Regions from separate parts of the Mus musculus genome. Here regions 1, 2, 3, 4, 5 and 7 are each linked to region 6. A link is a contact called in public promoter capture Hi-C data. All regions are on one chromosome and are shown on one strand. Each heading gives the region's core, a stretch centred on a gene start, on an enhancer-like site or on the middle of the called end of the contact. The rest is flanking DNA. Distances are from core to core; before and after follow the strand shown.

Region 1 (3,080 bases), core at 163-2,662, 1.9 Mb after region 6:
CCTTTGCCGCTTCCCATCCTTTGGCCTTCCATACTTTTTTTTTTCTTGGTTCCAGACAACCAAATGTCGCTTGGTTGAGCATCCTAGATTTGACCATTACTTCATTCTAATCTTTTTTAAGCCATCCGAGATAGTGACAATTACTATCCTCTTGGGAACAAGAGGCACCCCAGAACACTGGCCGTCTGGAGGATTTGTGGATGCTGCCCTTTTAAAGTCCATAGGTGGAAGAACAGGCCTGGGCCTGAGGTTGGCTCCCACATTGCAAAAGCCTGCCCTATTGTGGCTGCCGGCTAAGGCTTGCAGCTACAATAGAGATAAAATGTAACATTAATTCTACTATTTGTACTGTGGTGTTCACACTTATGAATTAACTTTGACAATCAGTTTTTGGGTTTTGTTTTGTTTTGTTTTATTTTGTTTTTTGAGACAGGGTTTCTCTGTGAAGCCCTGGCTGTCCTGGAACTCATTCTGTAGACCAGGCTGACCTCGAACTCAGAAATCCGCCTGGCTCTGCTTCCCAAGTGCTGGGATTAAAGGCATGCGCCATCACTGCCCAGTGACAATCAGCTTTTTCTATACTTGGGTTGCTGTTAAACAGAAACGGTTTTATTTTCAAAAGAACAAAGAGACATAGTTGTGGGCCATGCTGCTGTTGAATGTGTGTGTTCATGCACGGGCATTCGTGTGTGTGTGTGTGTGTGTGTGTTGGGAGTGGGCAGGAAAGGGGGGGGGGAGTGTGTTTGTGTGTGCTGAGAACTAAAGAACCAGAGAGACCAACACTGAAGATGCGGAGGGTAGGGGGTGGTCCCCTCTTCTGGCTCGCCTAGGCAGCTTTGAAGATGGAGAGGATTCCTGACCTCATACCCTTCCATCCTACCTCCATCTTTTTCCCTGCCCACTCCTTAATGGGGGGGTGGGGGTGGAGGAAAGCCAGAGAAATAGACAGTTTCTTCCCATTGTAGAGGTAGACTGTGAAAGGTCAGGGATAGTTCTTCCTGGAAGATCAGAAAGGCCCCCTCTTTTGGCTCAGTCCAGAGAACAATTTTCCTTGCCCCAGGCCCGATTCTTAAAAGGGCAGGGTAGGGCAGGGCCGGCAGGGCAGGGCAGGGCAGAGCAAGCCAGACCTTTTCAACCCCGTTGCTCAATCCCATCAGCTCCCAGGATGGAGCTGTAACCCCGCACATTCAGGTGATCCAGTTCCTTCATAGCCTCCTTCCTGCCCTCTGATGTGAGAGAAGGGCCCAGGGAGAAGCAGAAGCCGGTTCTGGACAAAAGCTGCAGCGCTTGCAAGGAAGATAAGACAGCGACTTGAGTGTTTTTGCCCTTCTGGATGGGAAGAGTGGGCGGGCCCTTCCTCTTCGCACCCGCCCCGGATGGGGGGTTGGGGAGCCCTCGCGCCCTCAGGCAGCAGTTGCACTCTCGGATGCAGCGGGTAGGAAGCAGTTTCTCCACCGGGCAGCGCGAACCCGGGGAAAACCGGGTAGCTTCCCGATGTCCCAGCGTGGCCCTTGCTGAACGGAATCAAGTGGCCACTCTACCAGTGAGGCTGCTCAGGGATGAGGTGCAGGGCAATGGCTGTGAGCAACCAAGTTTCCAAATAAAGGTGGATGCCCAAGGTTTCGCTCCGGAGGACTTGGTGGTGCGGATAGACGGCCAGAATCTGACGGTGACCGGCCAGCGGCAACACGAGTCGAATGACCCGAGCAGGGGCCGCTACCGCATGGAGCAGAGTGTTCACCGACAAATGCAGCTCCCGCCGACCTTAGATCCTGCAGCCATGACCTGCAGCCTGACCCCCTCTGGCCATCTGTGGCTCAGGGGACAAAACAAGTGCCTACCTCCCCCTGAAGCTCAAACAGGCCAGTCCCAGAAACCCAGGAGGGGAGGGCCTAAGAGCTCCTTACAAAACGAAAGTGTGAAGAATCCTTAGAGTCTCTTAGCGTTCTTCCTGCGGGAGAAGAGTTGAAGCCCAAACAGACTCGGCCCTGAGACTCAGGAGGGGAGGCCCTAGGCACTACAACCTACCCTAATGTATTAAACCGAGGTGTGCAGCAGCCTTAAGTCCTCCTGCTTTTTTCCTGAGGGTGAAGGGTTGGAGCTGTAGGGAGTAGGGTGACCAGGGGAGGGAACTCAAGGTGGTAGTAAGTACATCAATAATCAAGTTTCTGGCCCTGAGATAAACTAGGGGTGTGTATGGATTTAGCCAATAGCAATAGCTCCAGCAGGGAGCAGCAGAGAGCTGGGACAGCCTAGCTGTTGCCATTCAGAATCAGCTGATGGTCTGAACCAGGATGGACAGTGTTGAACCTGGCATGGAGGTGTCACGAAGGACAGTGGTAGTGATGGGCTGTAGCACCGGCCTTACGACCAGTACTCGGTGTTCCTCGTCAGGGAGAGGAGATATTTAAAAAAAAAAAAAAGGTCTGAGTCCTAATTAGGTCCTATCAAAAAACCCTCACAGGTCACTTCAGACACCAACAATCTTCAAATACAGGTTGCATATCCTTTAATGTAAGCTGGGGGGAGACAGATGTCAGCCCCAGGTCAGTCCTATCCTCTTCCACCATCAGAACTACCAACAGCAGGGCTTCTTTCTTTTGGTTACCATGACCACCAGCATCCTCTCACACACAGGGAGTAGAGCCATTTAATGAGATTGGATGATTCATTTAAATTAACTTCAGGAAAAACAGAGAGGCTACGTATGGCCTGATCAGCTGCCAGAGAAGGACGAGGAAGACAAGCGTGAGGTCGATCGATCGGCTGACTATATTGACAAGATACTGATTGGTTACATGGTGAAGAAAACATACAATACAAAATACAGAAAAAGTTGGTTCCATCCCTCCCACTCCCCCCCCTTACCCACCCACCCCCAAATACTCATCATCGTGATTTGGTCAGAACAGGGCTCAGAGCCAGAGGTCAGAGTGACCAAGGGTGGAGGGATCCTGGGCCATGGGTGTCCGGCTGTCAATAATGATGCTTAAGTAATGCTGCGGTTTCTCTCCCAGCTGGGAGTCAGTTGGGGAGGAGGCTGCAGCCTGATTGACAGCCAGCTGAGGGAAGAGCAGCCT
Region 2 (2,873 bases), core at 109-2,608, 1.9 Mb after region 6:
GACCAAATAAGTATTTGCAATGAGAAACACAAGCTGCTTCCAGGCCCTAGACTCGTCACAATTCTCAAGATGCTTTCCCGCCCCCTGGAGGCCTGAACTTGACACACAGAAACATAGATTAGTCACACCAACAGAGAATCGTCTTTATTGCCATTTACCAAGAGACTGACAGCGGCGAGCAGAGGGGGAAGTTTGGATCAGGACAAGGATAGAAGATGGGTTCAGACTCCGGACCCTCCCCGGGGTGCTAAAGCGGTGGTAGTTACGGTCGGACAGCCGCGACCAGAGCAGGGATGTGGCTCTAGCTCTGCGCCTGCGCGGCGGCCCATGGTCAGGATGCCAGCTGCGTGGTTACCGTTGGCCTGAAGGAGGCGCTGCAGCCGTCCCTGGAGGCCTGGAGGTCCAGGCCGCCGCTTTCCCAGAGTCAGGATACCCGCAGCGTGGTTGCCAGCTCCGTGCAACAGTTCGTAGAGACGGCAGGAACACGTCTTCTGGCGACAGCAGTCGGGCAGAGGCTGTGCGTCCACCCCAAGCGACAGCAGCGCCGGCGGCAGCAGTAGCAGCAGCAGCAGCGTCACGGCGGCCCAGGGAACCTAAAGGGGGACAGAGACAAGGTGCAAATGGGTTTCACTCCACACAGCCAGTTGGCTCTGAACCTCTTGTTGCCATAGATCCTGCTAGGCTGTCATTGGGTTTCCTGCGGCTGGCTCCTTTGTCAATTCATCCTTCAATACACAACTGAGCCTTATCGTCTTCGAAACCTTCATAGGCTTCTCTGGGGTAGAAGAAGTTTGTCCTGTGCAAACATATTTAAAGGCTTGACTCTCCACCCACAGACAGGTGCTTCTAAGTCTGTCTGCACCAAACTTACTAGCCCTTCCCTCCACACACAGCAGGTTTGTTCCTTTGCTGGGGAAACTGTACATTGTGGCTTTGATCTAGTTTCTCACCCCCTTGGGATAGCCCTTCCTCACCTACAAACCAGGCATAAAATCATCCCTACTACCCTGTTGAGTGCAAGACATAACTGACAAGCACAGAGAACATCGGAAATACAAGAACTCATTAAACGTGAGCTCCCACACAATGGCGTACCCAGTGTTAACCAAGGAGGCAGGTTGCCAAGAACCCACCCATACTCCTCTCTCAGTGCTACACGCTAGAAAGAGCATATGAGCCCAGTCCTCGGCAAGCACTATCATGGCCTCAGTAGTCTGATGATTTATGTCCCTGTTTCTGGCTCTTTACCTTTGTAGAAGGAAAGTTCATGGTGCCTGGAGCTCAGGGGAAAGTAATCTGGAGAGATGATCTCTTCAGTGCAGTGGTCCAAATACCCAAGAAGTCTGAGGCCGTCGTCTTCAGTGGCTCGCTTCCAGGGGCCAGGGGTTTATAATGCTCTGAGGTGTGTGTGCGGGGGAGACATGAGTATGTGTGTCCACCTTAAACCAGACAAAGGCATGTCTAAGATTAGCATCTTGCAGGGGAACCGTTTCCAGGTTGGACCCAAAGAATGGCCGCCCTGTCCCTGGTCCCCAGCTTGTCTGTCTGCCTGTTCCTTGGAGATAGGGCAGTTTCCGAGTACTAATGAGGTTACCTTGCACCCAGGAATCTAAGTTCACAAAAGAGGCCTTGGCTGGGACACTGGAAGGAGACAATGGGGGGGGGGACAGTTGCTAATTAGGGGCAGAAATGGCAGTCTGAGAATTACTGTCTATGGTATGTTGAAGGTAGGGAGGGTACCTGGGTGGCATACCCTCTCACCCCCACTGACTCTGTGGTCCATCAGGTTCCAGGGCCTTTTCCTCCATGGAAACAGCTTTTGACACCCTACTCCCCAACCCCTACCCCACCCCCCAGCTCTCCTTTTCTTCTGTCCCTTTCACCAAACTCCTCCATGGAAAGTCCTGGAGACTTACTGTGGGCCACGGGTGAGAGAGCAGCCAAGCCTGGAGTTCAGAAGCTGATGAAGGGTAGACATCTCCTGGGCCAGTAGAGAAGAGGGTAGTCTTACTCTGCCATCTCCAGGATTGAGCCACCATGGAACAGGGTGTGGGTGGTCAAGGACTCAAGCCACTTCCAGGCCAGGGTTCACCTTCAGGGTCCTTTTAAGAAGCCCTTGATAAAGCCGGGCAGTGGTGGTGCACGCCTTTAATCCCAGCACTTGGGAGGCAGAGGCAGGTGGATTTCTGAGTTTGAGGCCAGCCTGGTCTACAGAGTGAGTTCCAGGACAGCCAGAGCTACACAGAGAAACCCTGCCCCCCCAAAAAAAAAAACCCAAAAGAAAAAAAGAAAGAAAGAAAGAAAGAAAGAAAGAAAGAAAGAAAGAAAGAAAGAAAGGAAGAAAGAAGCCCTTGATGTAGATCAGTCCTGCATGGGTGCAGGGACAGTTGTGTGTCTACCTATTTTCTTTTCTTTTCTTTTTTTTTTTTTGATTTTTCGAGACAGGGTTTCTCTGTGTAGCCCTGGCTGTCCTGGAACTCACTCTGTAGACCAGGCTGGCCTCGAACTCAGAAATCCACCTGCCTCTGCCTCCCAAGTGCTGGGATTAAAGGCATGCGCCACCACGCCCAGCCCACCTATTTTCTTAAATTTTCTTATTTTTAGATTTATATGTATGAGTGCTTACCAGTGTGGAGGGATCTATACTGCACATGTGCCTGGTGCCTGTGACTACCAAAGGAGGGTTTTGGAACCCCTGGAACTGGAGTTATAGAGAGTTGTGAGCCACCAGGTAGGCACTGGAAACCAAGATTGGATCCTTTGCAAAAAAGTAGTAAGCGCTCTAATGGAACCATCTTTCCAGCCTCCAGGTCTCCTCCTCCAAGGCAGGTGTCAATCTGGGTGGGGTGCAGCCTGAGCCCAGGATAGTTCAA
Region 3 (2,760 bases), core at 111-2,610, 1.8 Mb before region 6:
ACAAAAACAAAAAACAACCAAAGAAAAAAAAAAGAAAGAAAAGAAAGAAAAGAAAAAAAGAACATGGTATGAGGAATTGCACACTTGCAGAATGTAGCTGTAAATAAGGTTGGTTAATGCTATTTGGATTTTACTCTGGCTGTAGTAGGTTGTTGAGGAAGTTTCTACCAGGGAGTAATTAGATTTATCATTTATAACAATCAATGGTGTAACAGCAGTATGGGAAGGCCAGACTGGGAACTGGGCGGAGAATTTTGAAGTTTGCTAAGAGGTGAGGTAGTGACCTCCAAGGCAGCTGAGGATGTATGAAAAAAATCGTCTTCAAGAAGTAAAAACCGCTGGGTGGTGGTGGCGCACGCCTTTAATCCCAGCACTTGTGAGGCATTGGCAGGTGGATTACTGATTTCCAGGACAGCCTGGTCTACAGAGTGAGTTCCAGGACAGCCAGGGCTACACAGAGAAACCCTGTCCCGAAAAAAACAAAACAAAACAAAACAAAAAAAAAAGTAAAAAAACCAACCGGAAAGTAATACTGATTAGTAAGTGGAGTAAGTAAGGAGAGAAAGTTTCAAAGTCAGTACAGCTCAGCAACCTGGACGTCACTGTTCCCGCCTTCTATCACCCCTTTCTCTCCTGTCCACTCACATCTTTTCTGACAGGTCTTCATCTCCAGGGAAGGTCAGGTTCCGCTTGGTGATAAGGGCTTCAGTAATGTGGACACCTTCCTCGGTTCTCTGGGCAGCTTTCTTAGCTGGGGAAAGATGAGCCTTTTGTCGCCTTGGGTTCATTTTTTTTTTTTTTTTTTTTTTTTTTTGGAAACCCGACCGACCTCACTGTTGCCCAACTGTTCTGTCAACTCACCTTCCTGCTCGTCTCCTGGCATGATCTAAAATAAACAGCGGCTGCTTGAGGCAGGTAGATGGACGAAGGCGAGCAGAGAAGCTTAGACGGTTGGGCTGGTTGAACCCAGGTTGGAGGGAAGACTGAGGAGACAAGGGCAGGGGGTTCTGAGAATTATTGGGGGTGCGGTGGAAAATAGGAGTAAATGGGAACGAAGGATCTGGAGTTAGAGGTGTGTAGCGTGGCTTTACTGGCCTTAAACTGAAAGGACCAGAAGGAATAGAAAGAACCGTTCCTTGAGGTCTCGCGTCGTTGCTAGGAGACTGGACGCCAGGTCTGACGGAACGGGGGGAGGGGGGGAAGAGGAGAAAGAGGCCCAGCTCCACGCATGCGCATAGCGGCCCTATCAGGCGCCACGCCCACTATTTCCGGGCCCGGGTTTTTGTTTTTTTTTTTTTTTTTTTTTTTTTTTTACTGCTGCCCCACAATCCTTAGCTACTTCCGTCTCCGCGCAGCGCGCATGGGAACTTCCTGTAGCGATGGCTGCGGCGGTGGCCGGGATCCTCCGTGGAGGTCTCCCGCCCCGGGCGGGTAAGGAGTGGCCCAGGGCCTCCCTGCACGCAGGATGGCGCTCTCTAGCCCTCGCCACCCTCCTTTCCTTCTGACCTTTCCCGTAATCTCTGACCGTCGACAGCTCTAGGAGACCCTGCCACTAGCCGGATCTCTGATTTGACTGGGTCATTACCTGCCGGTGACATCCCTTCCACAGCCCCTCCCCCCAAGCCGGGAATCACAGGACCTCGCTTTGGATTTTTCTAACCCTTCGCTCAGTTCTTACTCCTGGTCCCGGAGAGTCCTTTCCAGAAAATTTATGTATTCCTTCTTAAGGTCTTAGCCCAAACACAGATTCAAGTCTTCTCTCAACTACCCTCTCTCCATAAAGAGCAGGTTCTTTGGTGAAATTTACTTTTATCAATTCAGTCTAGTTTTGTTTATGCACGTGTCTCGTCTGATCTGTTAAACTTCACTGTGTCCATCTCAGCTGTGGTGTCTGCTGTTAATAGGCATCAGGCATTTAATGGGTAAATTTGACACCATACTGTAGGATTGTACTCATTGCTTCAAAGCAAAGGCACCTTGGGAGGAAGGCATTATTTTTATTTTTTAAAGAAGTATTTACTTTCTGTAAGTGAGTACACTGTTGCTGTCTTCAGACACATCAGAAGAGGGCATCAAATCTCATTACAGATGGTTGTGAGCCACCATGCGGTTGCTGGGAATTGAACTCGGGACCTCTGGAAGAGCAGTCAGTGCTCTTAACCGCTGAGCCATCTCTCCAGCCCCATCTCATCCCAAAGGCACTCGTAACAGCTCTTGTGGCCCTTAACCATAAAACCTCTCACCCTGGCAATCCTCTATATTACCTGGAGTCTTCTAGCTGATCTTTTCCCTACAAAACGACGCTATTGGTCTTTATGTTAGGGTTGAAAGAGTCACGTTGGCTCAGAGCTTTGAAGAATGTCCTTGGGTGCAGAGGGGACCTTCCAAGCTTTTCCTATTATCATCATTTTGTGCTATTGGGCACAAAAAGGTCAGAAGGCAGCTTGCGTGCCTCTTTTTCTTTTCTCCATCATAGGGGGATTCCAAGGGTTGTGTTTAGGTTGTCAGAGTTGGTGGGAAGTGCATTTATTGCACTGGATTAGTCGTCTCGCAGGCCTTAGTTTTGCAGTTTGAGTCAGGGTCTCATTAGTGAGGCTGATCTTGAACTCGGATTTCAGGTATTCACCATCTGACCTGAAGAAAGACTCCTTTGGGCGAATTGTGAGGTTGTTGTGTTTTTACCCCCTACTTGCTTCAAGTCATAGGAGCCTCAGAGCCGTGGGATGAAGCCATCATTAGCACGGGAAGAGTTTATTAAAA
Region 4 (2,725 bases), core at 186-2,685, 1.9 Mb after region 6:
TTTCCCACTCTTCCTCCACTGCAAGACAGCAAGGGTCAGCTGTGGCTTCAGAATCAGGCTACTCCTCAGGAAGGCAGTCTCTAACCTGTACTTTGGCCGCATAACAAGAGAACCTTCCAGCTTGGTCAGAGATACCAGCCATTTCACACACTTAAGTCCCAAGGAAAACACAAGAATCCTGTGTCAATACAGTAGGGGAACTGGCACTTTCCAGCACACATAAGCAATTCCTTTACGGACGAAAACTATACCTGCCACGGTGATGTGGACTAACTGCTCTGTGAAAAAGTCCAAGCCAAGAGGGGAGTGGAGACTCTGGTGAGGAATGGACCTGTTGCTCAAGTGTATAGTGGTGTGTGATTCAGGGTGGTTAAGAGATGGTGCCTCAATTTCACACTACTCCTATTTGGTCTATTCTCCACCCCTATAGATAAGCAGGCAGCAGTCTCTCTAAGGAAACCACTCACATGCTCTGGAAGGACAGGGCTGGGCCTGAAGCAGGGGGGAAGGAGGAGGGGAGACAGAAGATAATGAATGGGCAGATCCTCCCTGATCTGTGATCTGTCCCTAGGATTGAGCAGAGCTCAGCTAAATTCTTTAGAGGCAGGAAGACGAACACACACTGAGAGAACTTAAGACAGGGCTGGGGGCATAACGTGCAGTCCAAGGAGAAGGCTGCCATTCCGTCTAAGTGACCCAGAATTCAAACTCTGCTGAGGTCCTCGTAAGCTCAAGAGGAAGTAAGGAACTGTAAGCGCGCAAAAACACTTCTGTGCGTGTACAACACTCTCATTCCGACATCCCCCCCCCCCCATCCCCGCATCTCCGAAAGGAAATCGAGATAAAGATAATTTCAGGGCTGCAGGGGGACAACTGGGTTTTTGGTTGGGATTGGGGAGTGGGAGGCGTAGAACACAGGAAAGGAAAACCAGGAGAGACAGCACTCTCCGTCACCTCTAAAAGAGAAGGGGGACAGGTTCCTTCGCACCTGGTAAAGACTCTTTGATTTTGAAAGCTGAGGGGGTGGGGAGCGGAACTTAAGAGTCCCTCTCTCCCACAAGTGGACTGGACAGGCCAGAGGAGAGCCTCAAAAGACTCCCAAAGGCTCCCGAAGGACAGGTTAGCGAAGGAAAGAGGAGCTCCCCCTTTGGCCTGACGCCCTGGTGAGCCCCTAAGAGGGGGCTACGGGTCGGGGGAGGGGTCAGTGTCCCCCTAAGCTAAGGTTGGGCAGGAGGAAAGGGTACCCCAGGGAGGCTACCACACAAGTGAGACACTGGCCCTGGGACAGGCACACTCACCGCGGCTCCGGGCAGCAGCGTTACTTTGGGCCGGGGCTTCCACAGACTCCGCTCCTCTCCCCCCCACCCCCGGCGGTGTCCCAGGCTCCGGCCTCCACTTCCGCCTTTCAGCCGCTCCGGATCCGGATCTTCAGCTCTGCCCCGCCTCTCTATATTCCCAGGTGACTGACAGAAAGAACAGACCAATGGGAGACACTCCGATCCTACCCACAATCAACGCGGGAAAGGAGGGAGAGTGCGCGCGAGGGATGGCGGGACTTGTAGTTCTCCGCACAGGGAGGAGCCGGGGGCTGCCTGGCACTTGGGTTTTGGGTGGAACCGGCTGCCGGTGGGGCGGAGCCGGTCCAGGCCTGCTTATCGCGTCACTGCCAGTTCCAAGTGCCGCGAGGGAAGGCGTGTGGCTGAGCTTTCCAAGAGAGCAGACAGAGGGCTGTTCATGCAGAATTGAGAAAGGAAAAATATGATGTTCACGTAGCCGCGCAGACCGGTCGTGTGCCCTCGGCAACTTGGAGAAGCCAAGCCCGCCCAGGAGGCTGATTGTTGAGGACATTCTATTATAGGAAAGGCGATGGAGTCAGGTGTAATGGCTCGATCCGAAGGCAGAGGCTTGCAGATCTCTGTGAGTAACAGCTAGGGTTATGTAGTAAGATCCTGGCTTAAAAAAAAAAAAAAAAAAGAAAAGAAAAGAAAAAGAAAAAAGAAAGAAAAAAAAAAGGTGATGAAATCTCTGAGAGCTCTATAGAATGGGCTCTCTGGGGGCTAGCGAAACGGCTCGACAGGTGAAGATGCTTGCAGCCAAGCCTGACTGAGTGCCGTGCCCAGGACTCACATGGAGTAAGACAGACTCCCACTAGTTGTCTTTTGACAACCACCCATCCACCCTCCCTCCCGCTAAATACTTGAAGAAATGTAATTTTTTTTTTTTAAAAGAAGGAGTTGTCTAGAGGATACTAAATGGTTGAAAAGGAGACCTGCTGCTGCCAAGGGTTGCTCTCACTCTCTCTTCCTTTCACATGGGCTCTCACTATGTAGTCCTGATTGGCCTGGAACTTACTTTGTAGATGGGTTGTATTTGAATTCACAGAGATCCTCCTGCCTCTACTTCTGGAGTGCTGGGATTAAACACATGTGCAACCACCACGACAGACTAAGCTTTCTTTCTTAGGCTCTGTTCCCAAATATACCAGACCCCCTCATCTCCCTCACTCTGCCCCCAGTCAGAATTAGCGCTCCTTCAAAGACTACCTGTGTTCTCTCTACCCGTCACTATAGATGAAAACCACTAACCCTTCTACCACAGGTCAGTTCTGTTTCTGTTGCTTCTAATTCCTTCTGTATGAATTAGGACCACTTTTTGTTTGTTTGTTTTTTGTTTTTTGTTTTTCGAGACAGGGTGTCTCTGTGTAGCCCTAGCTGTCCTGGAACTC
Region 5 (2,982 bases), core at 426-2,925, 1.8 Mb after region 6:
CGGTGCACACCTTTAGTCCAGCACTTGGGAGGCAGAGGCAGATGAACGGTTCTCTATGAGTTCAAGACTGGCTGGTCTACATAGAGACCTGTTTCAAGTCCGAATCAGTGACACTCTCTACAGGAGATTTACACTTGAGTAGGATAGATTCCTCAAATGACATATAGCCAAAGTCCCTATTTATAGCAGTAAGAAGCACTAAATTCTTTCCAAATATAAGTAAAATAAAATGTAAGCTCTGTTTGTGTTAGCGAGGGGCTTCCGTTCTCATTTGGCAATACCTTAAGTTATATAGGAGCGGATGATGCTTAACTCCAGACACTGTAATGACATGGAAACTCAAACAGGAGGAGGAGGAGGCAAGGCTAAACTTGATAGCTCTTGATCAACTACACTTTGTCTAGCATCTCAGCTTTCAAGTCAGGTACTACCATACACCTGATGACTACAATATTCCCCGTATCTCTCCGAGTACCGCTTATAAGTCTAACTTGGACAGTAAACCCCTCAGAATCCTGATTTCTAGACCTCCTGAACTGACTCTGTTCAAATTATTCAGCCTGAAGACATTCCCTACAGGCTTGGTATGAACATGAACCACAAGGGAAGGAGAGTAAGGGGACTGTAGTCCATCCTAAGAAAAGGATCAAATTAATCATGCTACTGATAAAAGAATCAGTTCACCTTTGGTATCAGAACAAGTCCCGCCCGCTCCCAAGCGTACTCTAACCCCCCCACCCCACCCCACCCCACCCCGCTTTGAAAACCCGTTCTTAAGCTGGTGTCGGAATTCACCAAGTGTTCGAGAAAAACCACTCACTCAGCACCTCCCTAGGCTAGGCCAGACTAGCAATCCCGAGCCACTGCAGCTGCCCAGCAGTGCCAACTGCATTTAAACAGCTGTTCTCCTTGAGCTTAAGAATGCTCTTGGGAGGAATGGCGAAGAAGCGTCTGCCCCCGTACTGCAAGAGACAAGCTCCTCATTCGCCCTTCTGTCTATCCATTCTTAACTTCTACGGCTATCGGGGAGTGGGGGGCGACCAGGTCCATACAGTGAGCATCCAATTCTCTCAGCCTCACACTAGAGACCACTAAGGGTCATTAGTGAGGAAAGGGAAGTGAGGAGGAGAATGCGGGCTTCGGAGACGACCAGTCAGGACGGGCAACAATGCACACAAGTTAACCAGAGCGGGCGGAGGTCGGGGCTCTGTTAAGGAAGTCGTCATTGTCGCCGCGACGCCTCCCCCACTCTGCAGCCGACCTCTGGGGTTCCTACCCTTCCCCCCGCCCCCGCCCGGGAACCCGGCCTCCACGATGAAGTCCACCTTCCTCCCCGCGGCAGAACAAGACCATGCCTCAAGCTCCCTGCTAGGCGGAAGCAGAAGGGGACAGCAGACCCCCTAAGTGTACCCCTTCAGAGGGATCTCGGTCGACTCCAGCTCAGATGGGGGCGGGGGGTGTCTGCAGGAGAGCCATCGTCTCTGCATCTGGGGGCTGCCTCGCTGGCGGGTCCACCTGCCCCAAGCCACGAGCTGCAAGCTCGTCTCCTCCATGACTCTACCACCCGGTTGGTTACCTCTTGGCGTCTTCGTCCTCCAGCAGTTCAGGCTCGGTCGCCGCCATTACCACATCGCACTCCGCGGTAGCCGCCATCTTACCGCCGGGACCAGAGAGCCGGGTGGGAGGCAGACGGTGTAGAGCACTTCCGGTCGGAGCATCGAGCCGCTCGGCGGCGCCGCGCCCAGAGGGACTCCCTCGAGCCCGTCTACCAACGAGAGGCTCCGCTTGGGGCCAGAGCGGCCTTCCATCCCTGGAGGTCCACGGTGGTCTCCGCGCTGGGGCGGGGGCCCAGGGACGGTTCCTGTGCGTAGGGGGCGCCACTTTACCCGTGAATAGGAGGAGGGTACAGAAGGAGGTTGCCTCTCTGGGCCTAAGCTTGCCTCAGTATCCCTACAGCCCGGTTGCCATAACAACTAGCAATCCTAGAGAGCCTCCGGTAACGCTTGGGAGTCCCTGGTGGGTGGAGACGGGGTCCCCAAGACACTTGAGGAAGAAAAGCCCCCCCCAAGACTACCTTCCTGACTTTGCAGTGTGTCCACAGCTTCCTCCCTGGAAAGGCATGAAGAGCTACTTTGAGCCCAATCCCCAGCTTCATCAGTTCCTGGAAGCCCTGCCCAACCAAGCGAGGGGAACGCAGGGCGTCTTCACCCTGCTCCTTTCATCCTCCACGGATCTCTAAGCACCAACTGGTTCATCACCCCAATGACGCGGACCCTTTTATGAGGCTGCTTTCATGTCAGCCGCTTGGGAGTGCCATCTCAGCGTTAAGCCTAGAAAGGATGACATGGCGCGCCAGCCCCTGCCCCGGAGTTTATAAGGCAGCTCATGGGGTGAGGTCCCTTTTCCTCAGTGTCCCCTGTACTCCTACTTCTCATAAACTCTACCCAGCACGCTTGTCTGGCCAGATGTTGTCTGGATTGGGAAGACAGCATAATTATCTTTGTAGTACCACTACCACACACAACAGTGTTGGATTAAATTGAGGCCCTCTGAGGTTAAATGTGGGGAGGAGACGACCTTGAAATTGTAATTTAAAGCCAAAAGGAACGAAAATAAGACAATGGAATTTAAATTTCCCTTAAGGAAAGTGTGTGTCAAAGTCCCTAACCTTATTTGTAGGTCCTTATCATTACTGACGGAGTGGAAACTACCTGGGCCACTGGATAGAGAATGATAGCTGGACCTCAGTGAATTGAAATGCTGTGACCCTTTAATATGGTTCCTCCTGTCATGGTGATCCCCAGCCGTAAAATTATTTTTTGTTGCTACTTTGTAGCTATAAATTTTCTACTCTTATGAATTGTAATGTAAATATTTTTGGAGATAGAGGTTTGCCAAAAAAAGTCATGACCCACACAGGTTGAGAACCACTGCCTTAATTAACGAATTTAATTTTTCACCCATTTTTCAACAACGGGGGGG
Region 6 (2,721 bases), core at 79-2,578:
CCCTTCCTAACCGACAATCCCAAATCCTGCCCAGAGAAGAGGTTACCAAGGCAACCGGCTTAATCTGGTAACTGTGGCATGTGCAGAAGAGAAGCCCTCCCCTCTTCTTGGTTCCTAAAAGGTTACCTGGGGAGCTCTAAGCCACTCTGGCCAGTTCCTACTTCCAACCTTAAGAGAGGCCGAGTGTCCAATTAAGGCTGTCCAGGAAACCAATGCTCAGATCCAGCTTCATAGCAAAATCGGAGCTTTTTTTTTTCTTTTTCTTTTTCTTTTTCTTTTTTTTTTTTTTTTTGTTCCCTCTCCAAATCCCCAGATGGGTGTGCAGAGCTTTATTTCTGTGAACACATGCTCTAGCACACATGGAACTGAGTTTGCACCGACAGCAACACAAGTGTAGTACACACCCTGTCAGTTTCACCACTCCCAGCTCTTAGCATTCCTGTCCATCCATGCCTTGCTGAGGCACAGTAAACAGGGGTGGGACTTTGCCCAAGGAACACCAGCCCACCAGGAACCCGGTGCCACTCCTTCACCATGTATACCAAGCCTGGATGTGTTCACACTGTCTCTACAGCCCCATCCTAGTGGAGTGTACCCTGGGAGACAGAATGCTCTGGCGTAGCCACCAGGAGTAAGGGCAATATTTCTCCCATTCTATGGCTATATACACTAATGTGCTAGGTGATGGATGATAGTTGGCAGTTTGGGGACTTACACATCTCTTCAGTCTTGCTTCCCTTCGCTACCACCTGGGCTAAGATGCCCTTGTGCTTTTGGTCGTCTCTTTCAGTCTACTATCTCTTTTCACCCCAATTAGACCTGCCACAACCTGCTGGCCTCTGCCTGGCTCTTTCCTACTTGCCAGTACTTGCCTTACAGGGCGGCCCTGCACCACCCCCTAAACCCTATCAGAAAGGAATATGGGTACCGCCCCCAGTGCCAATACCAGTTTACCCAAGACGCCGTCCCAGCCCTTCTCAACAGGTGGAAGATAATGACCAAATAAAATTGTGGGAAAGATGCAAAGAGTTCAGCAGTCTTTATAAGCCTCACCTGTGCACAGGTAGGCGTGCCAAGGTCAAACATATGCCCTGGTTATTTGAAATGCTCAAAAGAGACCCGGTAATCAAGAGCCAGGAGTCCTCTGCTTTGGTAGATCTCTCCCTCGCCTTTGCCCTTCTGCGACTGTCAGAAACCCAAGTCCTAATTTTCCTCGCGGTCAGCGCCAGAGCCCAAGTTCAAGCCTCGCGCGGCCGGGCGGGGGCGGGCCTAAGCAGGGTAGGGGCGGGGACTGGAGGAGGGGGCGCGGTCTCAATTCTGCCACCTTCCCCGGGGCCAGGAGCGCAGCCGCCGCCGCGTCCTCAGCCTTGCGCTCCGCCCGCTGCCTCTGTCGCCTCAGCCCGGCCCCGGAGCGCTGAGACGGGGACACCAGCCCCTCAGCCTGCCAACCCTTCGGCCGCAGCCGGCATGGGGGGCCGCTGAGAGCGAGCTCCTCTTCCCTCTGGCACCTCCCCCGGCCACTGGCCACTGGACTCTGGCCAGCGAGGCTCGGCCACCTCTCGCTCGCAGTCCGACGCCTGGCACGGCCCTCGGCTCTGCTCCCCCGGCTCTGAGCATCGTGTCCCCGCCTCCCCCCGCCCGCGCCTGGGACACCTGGGTCCCCCGGCGGCCCCTAAGAGAGGGGCGGGGGGGGGGGCATGAAGCCACTGGAGAAATTTTTGAAGAAGCAGACGTCTCAGCTGGCGGGGCGAGCGGTGACTGGAGGTCCCGGCGGGGGTCCGGGTTGCTGCGGAGGGCCTGGAGGGGGTGGGGGCCCTGGTGGGGGCGGCGGTCCGGCCGGGGGACTGCGGCCACTGCAGCGGCGTCAGAGCGTGTCTCGCCTGCTGCTCCCAGCTTTCCTCCGAGAGCCCCCAACCGAGCCCGGGCTGGAGCCGCCCGTTGAGGAGGAAGGGGGAGAGCCATTAGGGGTCTCTGAGGAGCCGGGCAGTGGGGGGCCCTGTTGGCTGCAGCTAGAGGAGGTTCCCGGGCCTGGGCCGATAGGATCTGGGGTGCCCCTGCGCTCTCCTTCCTCGTACTCCTCAGATGAGCTATCCCCCGGCGAACCCCTGGCTTCACCACCCTGGGCCCCCCTGGGCGCCCCCGAGCGGCCAGAGCATCTTCTGAACCGGGTTCTGGAGCGCCTGGCTGGAGGGACCACCAGGGACAGCAGCGCCTCAGGTAAGCCTGCTCATCCATCCCAGAGCAAGAGAGCACGGGGTTGGGGGTGGGAGGTGAGGGATTGGCCCGGGGGATGCTCCCTGATTGTTTTTTCTTGTCCTCAGTGTTGGTGTAGAGGATGAGGGGAAGCCCGAAGTAATGTAGGGGAAGGGGCATGGTAATGCGCACCCACCTTCCTCCCCACATTAGCTTCATTCTAGGGGAAGAAGGGAAACCATCTCTCTCCTTCAACTACCCTCCCTCTCTCTCGGCTATTTAAGCCAGTCTCCCACGAGCCCTTGATACTGCCTACCTCCTCCCACGCCCCTAAATTAGGGCCTGACACCCTAAGGTGGACGCTTTCCCGCTGAGGTTGTACGCTGCCCTCCAGACCATAGCTGAGGCCTGAAAACCGCTGACAGGAGTCCCTGGCTGTGTAGGAGCGCCTCACTTGGTGGGGCCATGTGGATAGTCACAGAACTCGGCTGCTTTTATTGGGGATGAATTCGAAGGTCTCTAAGGGAA
Region 7 (3,043 bases), core at 82-2,581, 1.9 Mb after region 6:
CCCAAGGTCTCTTGCCCTACAGCTCACTGCCTCCCAGCAAGAAGCTATCCCAGAAGCAGAAAGGATGGTAGGAAATGAGCAAGGGCCAATGAGATGGCTTCGATAAAGACGCTTGCTGCCAGGCCTGAGGATCTGAGTTCAATTCCCCAGTATCCATATACATGGTGGACCTCGAGAGTTGTCTCTAGCAAGTTGTCCTCCAACCTCCACCCACATGCCATGGCATGTAGATCTCTCTCTCTCTCTCTCTCTCTCTCTCTCTCTCTCACACACACACACACACACACACTTGAACATAACACACACACACACACACACACACACACACACACACACACTTGAACATAATACACGAGGAAGAATTTCCTGACAATGATGGTGTGTGTGGGAGGAGATCGTGGAATGCTGGATCTAGACAGTCATGAAAAACATGAAAAAAATCCCCTGCCCTAATCGTCTCTTCAGTCTGTCCAAAGGTTGGGGATGATCTCTGGAAGGTTCCTGGAGTCTTGACTGGGACTAGGTAGCACCCTCCCTCCCTCTGTTCCACACCCCGGGGGTCTTTACTTAAGTGGCTCACAAGGTCCCAAATTGCCTCTCTTTTCTGACTCAGGAATCTTGGCATCACAGCTGAGTTATCTCAGATCAGGTCTCCCAGAAAACCCTCCCTGGAGTTCTGGGAGGCAGAGTCTCATCCTAAAGCCCAAATCCCACATAAGAGGGCACAGTCATCCCAGGCCTGCCTTCATTCTCAGGGTCTGACTCTAAGACACTAGGCAGGATGGACCTGCTGATCCTGGGCCCTCTGGATTCTGGCATTTCCTCATTCCCCACCTCCTCTCGCCATCTATAGCCAAGTGCAAATGATGCAGATGACCCAGGGACACCAGAAAACCCAAGTCCCACGCTGATAGGCAACAGCTGTCACTCACTTGCTCCCAGAACAGAAACCCTTCGGTTCACTCCATTACTCCGAACTGCGAATATATTGCCCTGGGACACACAAAGGGTACTTGGGGTGACGAAGTTCACCTGCTGCCCTTCGGAACATTGTAGTGTCTGCTGCCCGTTGCTGCTTTCCGCAGCCCTTGGACTCTGGCATTATCCCGTAGAGCCAGCGGCTCCCTCCAACTTCCTTAGAGTTTTATCGCACCCGCCTACCGAGCCTAGTTGTCTCTGGGTGTCCCCTAGGTTTGAGACGGGCAGGAGACAGAAGGCTCTGCCTTGTCTTTCCGAGCTGACCTCGAGATCCTCAGAGTGTCTTACCTGCAGGAAAGAGATGCAGCCGGCGGTGGCCACCTGCTCTCGCCTGGTTTGCAGCGCAAAAGCTCTGGGCTCGCGGGCCGGGGCTGGCGGGCTGGGGGCGGGGACGAGCTGGGAGGGGCGGGGTCTCCAGTCCCACCCCAGTCCTGAAGGTGAGGAGTCGGTAAGCATTTTGAGGTTGTTGAGTATAGAGCAGAGAAACAGGGCCACTGGGAGTTCCGGTTTCTTTTCTTTTATCTCTTCCTTTCCCTTCTCTCCCCGTCTCATTTGAAATAGGGTCTTATGTAGCCCAGGACTACCTTGAGCTCTTGGTCCTCTAGCCTCCACCCTCTAAATGCTAGGATTACATACATGCATGTACCACCAATCATGCTTGCTCACGTATGTGTGGGCTCTCTCTTTCCTCCCTTCTTTTTCTTTCTTTCTCCCTTCCTTCCTTCCTTTTGTCATCATCATTGTCATGTTTCTCCTCCCCCACTGCCTCTTCCTCCTCATTTGTTTTTCCCAAGGCTAGGAAGGCTGCACTCAGGCCACATTTGAATTCAACTAGCACCAGTTTTTCTTCAGCTTCCTAAGTGCCAGGAGCACTGGCAACGAACCTACACTTGACTCTCGGAGGGTTAGAAAACCTGAGTCCTCCTGACCTTATACAATTCTATCTGACAGCCTGGTCCAGATGTTCACAAGCCTGGCTCCGCCAGAAGACCCCCCACCCCCCAGCCCAAAGCAGCAACAAGAACAGATTTGCCTGAGTCTCCCTCCCCTCAGTCTGAGGGTCTCACAAAATTGAAGATGGGTGGAGACACCCTTACCCCACCCCCTCCCTAACTCCTGCCTAAAGGTCAGCAATATAAAGACCCAGTGATTAGAGAGACATTAGGCATCCATCTTTTTCCTCTCTCCTGGCAACACAGGGCCCTCCTCCAAACCCCAAACCCCCCTGGCAGGTCCCTCAGCTGTCACTGTTTAGCACTGGAATGACAGGCGTCCAGACTCCGTGAGTCCAGCCACATTCAAGGCCACTGAGCTTAGCACTCTGCCCCCGCCCCCTCCTCCATCAGTCGCTAATTTTATTGACCTGTAAAAGGCACGTTCCTGGCTGGTGGTTGGGGGGGGATGACTCCTGAAGGGACCAAGGACACTCTGAGAAAGAGTTACCCTAGTTAAGATGGCTGCCCAAAAGAGTGGCTGTGAATTTTTAGCTTTAGCCAGAAAAGACTGGGAGAAGAGAGAATCAATTCTTTTCTATGCACTTTGAGGCAGGGCAAGAATGAAGCAGAAGAGATACAGGTTGGATAACAGGAAGAACTGTCATCCTTCTGTGGAATCTGCCCTAACCCTTCCATCCCTCCCCCCCCCCAAAGGTGGCTTGTGCCTGCTGGGCCTCTTACTACAGAAATAGCCCTTTCCCTGAAGAATCAACCTAGATCTTGCCTCTATTAAAATCAGAACAAAAAAAAATTAGGCCTCTCTGATTCTCCCTGCTCCATGCCTACCTGACTCCAGCCCTCCAATACTGGCTCTCGGATGCTTTTTCTCAAGTGAGAAGGGGGGACAAGGGGGGGGGTTGAAGAGTTAGAACCTGTCACAGGGTGGCAAGGAGACAAGGACTTTACATTCTTAAAGAGCCTCAAATTGAAGCTTTTTAGATCTAGGAATGAAACCCAGAGCCGCTTCTGTGATGGGTGTGTTCTCGGCCTGTGAACCCTGTCTTGGGCACCTCAGATTTATCCTGCTGGTGATCTACATGAGAACTTGGCAGACACAGAAGACATTTTTC

The links. Promoter capture Hi-C pulls out the DNA fragments that hold promoters and counts their contacts.
Region 1: a promoter capture Hi-C map of liver shows a contact between it and region 6, with 5 times the contacts expected there. The contact joins the promoter of Hspb9 here to the promoter of Rapgefl1 in region 6. A contact is called at or near these places in 6 of 39 promoter capture datasets (the C10 cell line, cranial neural crest, hippocampal neurons and 2 more).
Region 2: a contact with region 6 is called in a promoter capture Hi-C map of liver, with 6 times the contacts expected there. The contact joins the promoter of Hcrt here to the promoter of Rapgefl1 in region 6. A contact is called at or near these places in 2 of 39 promoter capture datasets (liver and pre-B cells).
Region 3: a promoter capture Hi-C map of liver shows a contact between it and region 6, with 4 times the contacts expected there. The contact joins the promoter of Mrpl10 here to the promoter of Rapgefl1 in region 6. A contact is called at or near these places in 2 of 39 promoter capture datasets (liver and pre-B cells).
Region 4: a promoter capture Hi-C map of liver shows a contact between it and region 6, with 6 times the contacts expected there. The contact joins the promoter of Rab5c here to the promoter of Rapgefl1 in region 6. A contact is called at or near these places in 2 of 39 promoter capture datasets (both in liver) and 1 of 115 datasets of contacts at active chromatin or transcription factors (astrocytes).
Region 5: a promoter capture Hi-C map of hippocampal neurons shows a contact between it and region 6, with 10 times the contacts expected there. The contact joins the promoter of Dnajc7 here to the promoter of Rapgefl1 in region 6. A contact is called at or near these places in 7 of 39 promoter capture datasets (the 3T3-L1 cell line, cranial neural crest, hippocampal neurons and 3 more) and 2 of 115 datasets of contacts at active chromatin or transcription factors (astrocytes and embryonic stem cells).
Region 7: a promoter capture Hi-C map of hippocampal neurons shows a contact between it and region 6, with 7 times the contacts expected there. The contact joins the promoter of Zfp385c here to the promoter of Rapgefl1 in region 6. A contact is called at or near these places in 7 of 39 promoter capture datasets (the 3T3-L1 cell line, the C10 cell line, cranial neural crest and 3 more).

The regions. Positions count from the first base shown.
Region 1 is chr11:100,712,517-100,715,596 of GRCm38.p6, forward strand. It overlaps Hspb9 (heat shock protein, alpha-crystallin-related, B9), which reads left to right and starts at 1,413. Exons shown (of 1, transcript NM_029307.2): 1 at 1,413-2,059. The coding sequence starts at 1,427. The coding sequence ends at 1,933. It overlaps Rab5c (RAB5C, member RAS oncogene family), which reads right to left. Exons shown (of 6, transcript NM_024456.5): 6 at 2,487-3,080.
Region 2 is chr11:100,761,573-100,764,445 of GRCm38.p6, forward strand. It overlaps Hcrt (hypocretin), which reads right to left and starts at 1,359. Exons shown (of 2, transcript NM_010410.2): 1 at 1,249-1,359; 2 at 121-593. The coding sequence starts at 1,269. The coding sequence ends at 222.
Region 3 is chr11:97,040,222-97,042,981 of GRCm38.p6, forward strand. Mrpl10 (mitochondrial ribosomal protein L10) reads left to right here and starts at 1,361. Exons shown (of 5, transcript NM_026154.3): 1 at 1,361-1,431. The coding sequence starts at 1,380. It overlaps Lrrc46 (leucine rich repeat containing 46), which reads right to left and starts at 1,148. Exons shown (of 8, transcript NM_027026.2): 1 at 862-1,148; 2 at 646-751. The coding sequence starts at 883.
Region 4 is chr11:100,736,780-100,739,504 of GRCm38.p6, forward strand. Rab5c (RAB5C, member RAS oncogene family) reads right to left here and starts at 1,436. Exons shown (of 6, transcript NM_024456.5): 1 at 1,299-1,436.
Region 5 is chr11:100,617,952-100,620,933 of GRCm38.p6, forward strand. It overlaps Dnajc7 (DnaJ heat shock protein family (Hsp40) member C7), which reads right to left and starts at 1,676. Exons shown (of 14, transcript NM_019795.5): 1 at 1,577-1,676. The coding sequence starts at 1,653. It also overlaps a transcript of Nkiras2 not described here.
Region 6 is chr11:98,835,457-98,838,177 of GRCm38.p6, forward strand. Rapgefl1 (Rap guanine nucleotide exchange factor (GEF)-like 1) reads left to right here and starts at 1,329. Exons shown (of 15, transcript NM_001080925.1): 1 at 1,329-2,217. The coding sequence starts at 1,698.
Region 7 is chr11:100,691,135-100,694,177 of GRCm38.p6, forward strand. Zfp385c (zinc finger protein 385C) reads right to left here and starts at 1,332. Exons shown (of 9, transcript NM_001373887.1): 1 at 1,267-1,332. The region is part of intron 4 of Gm38483 (a long non-coding RNA gene); the gene reads left to right.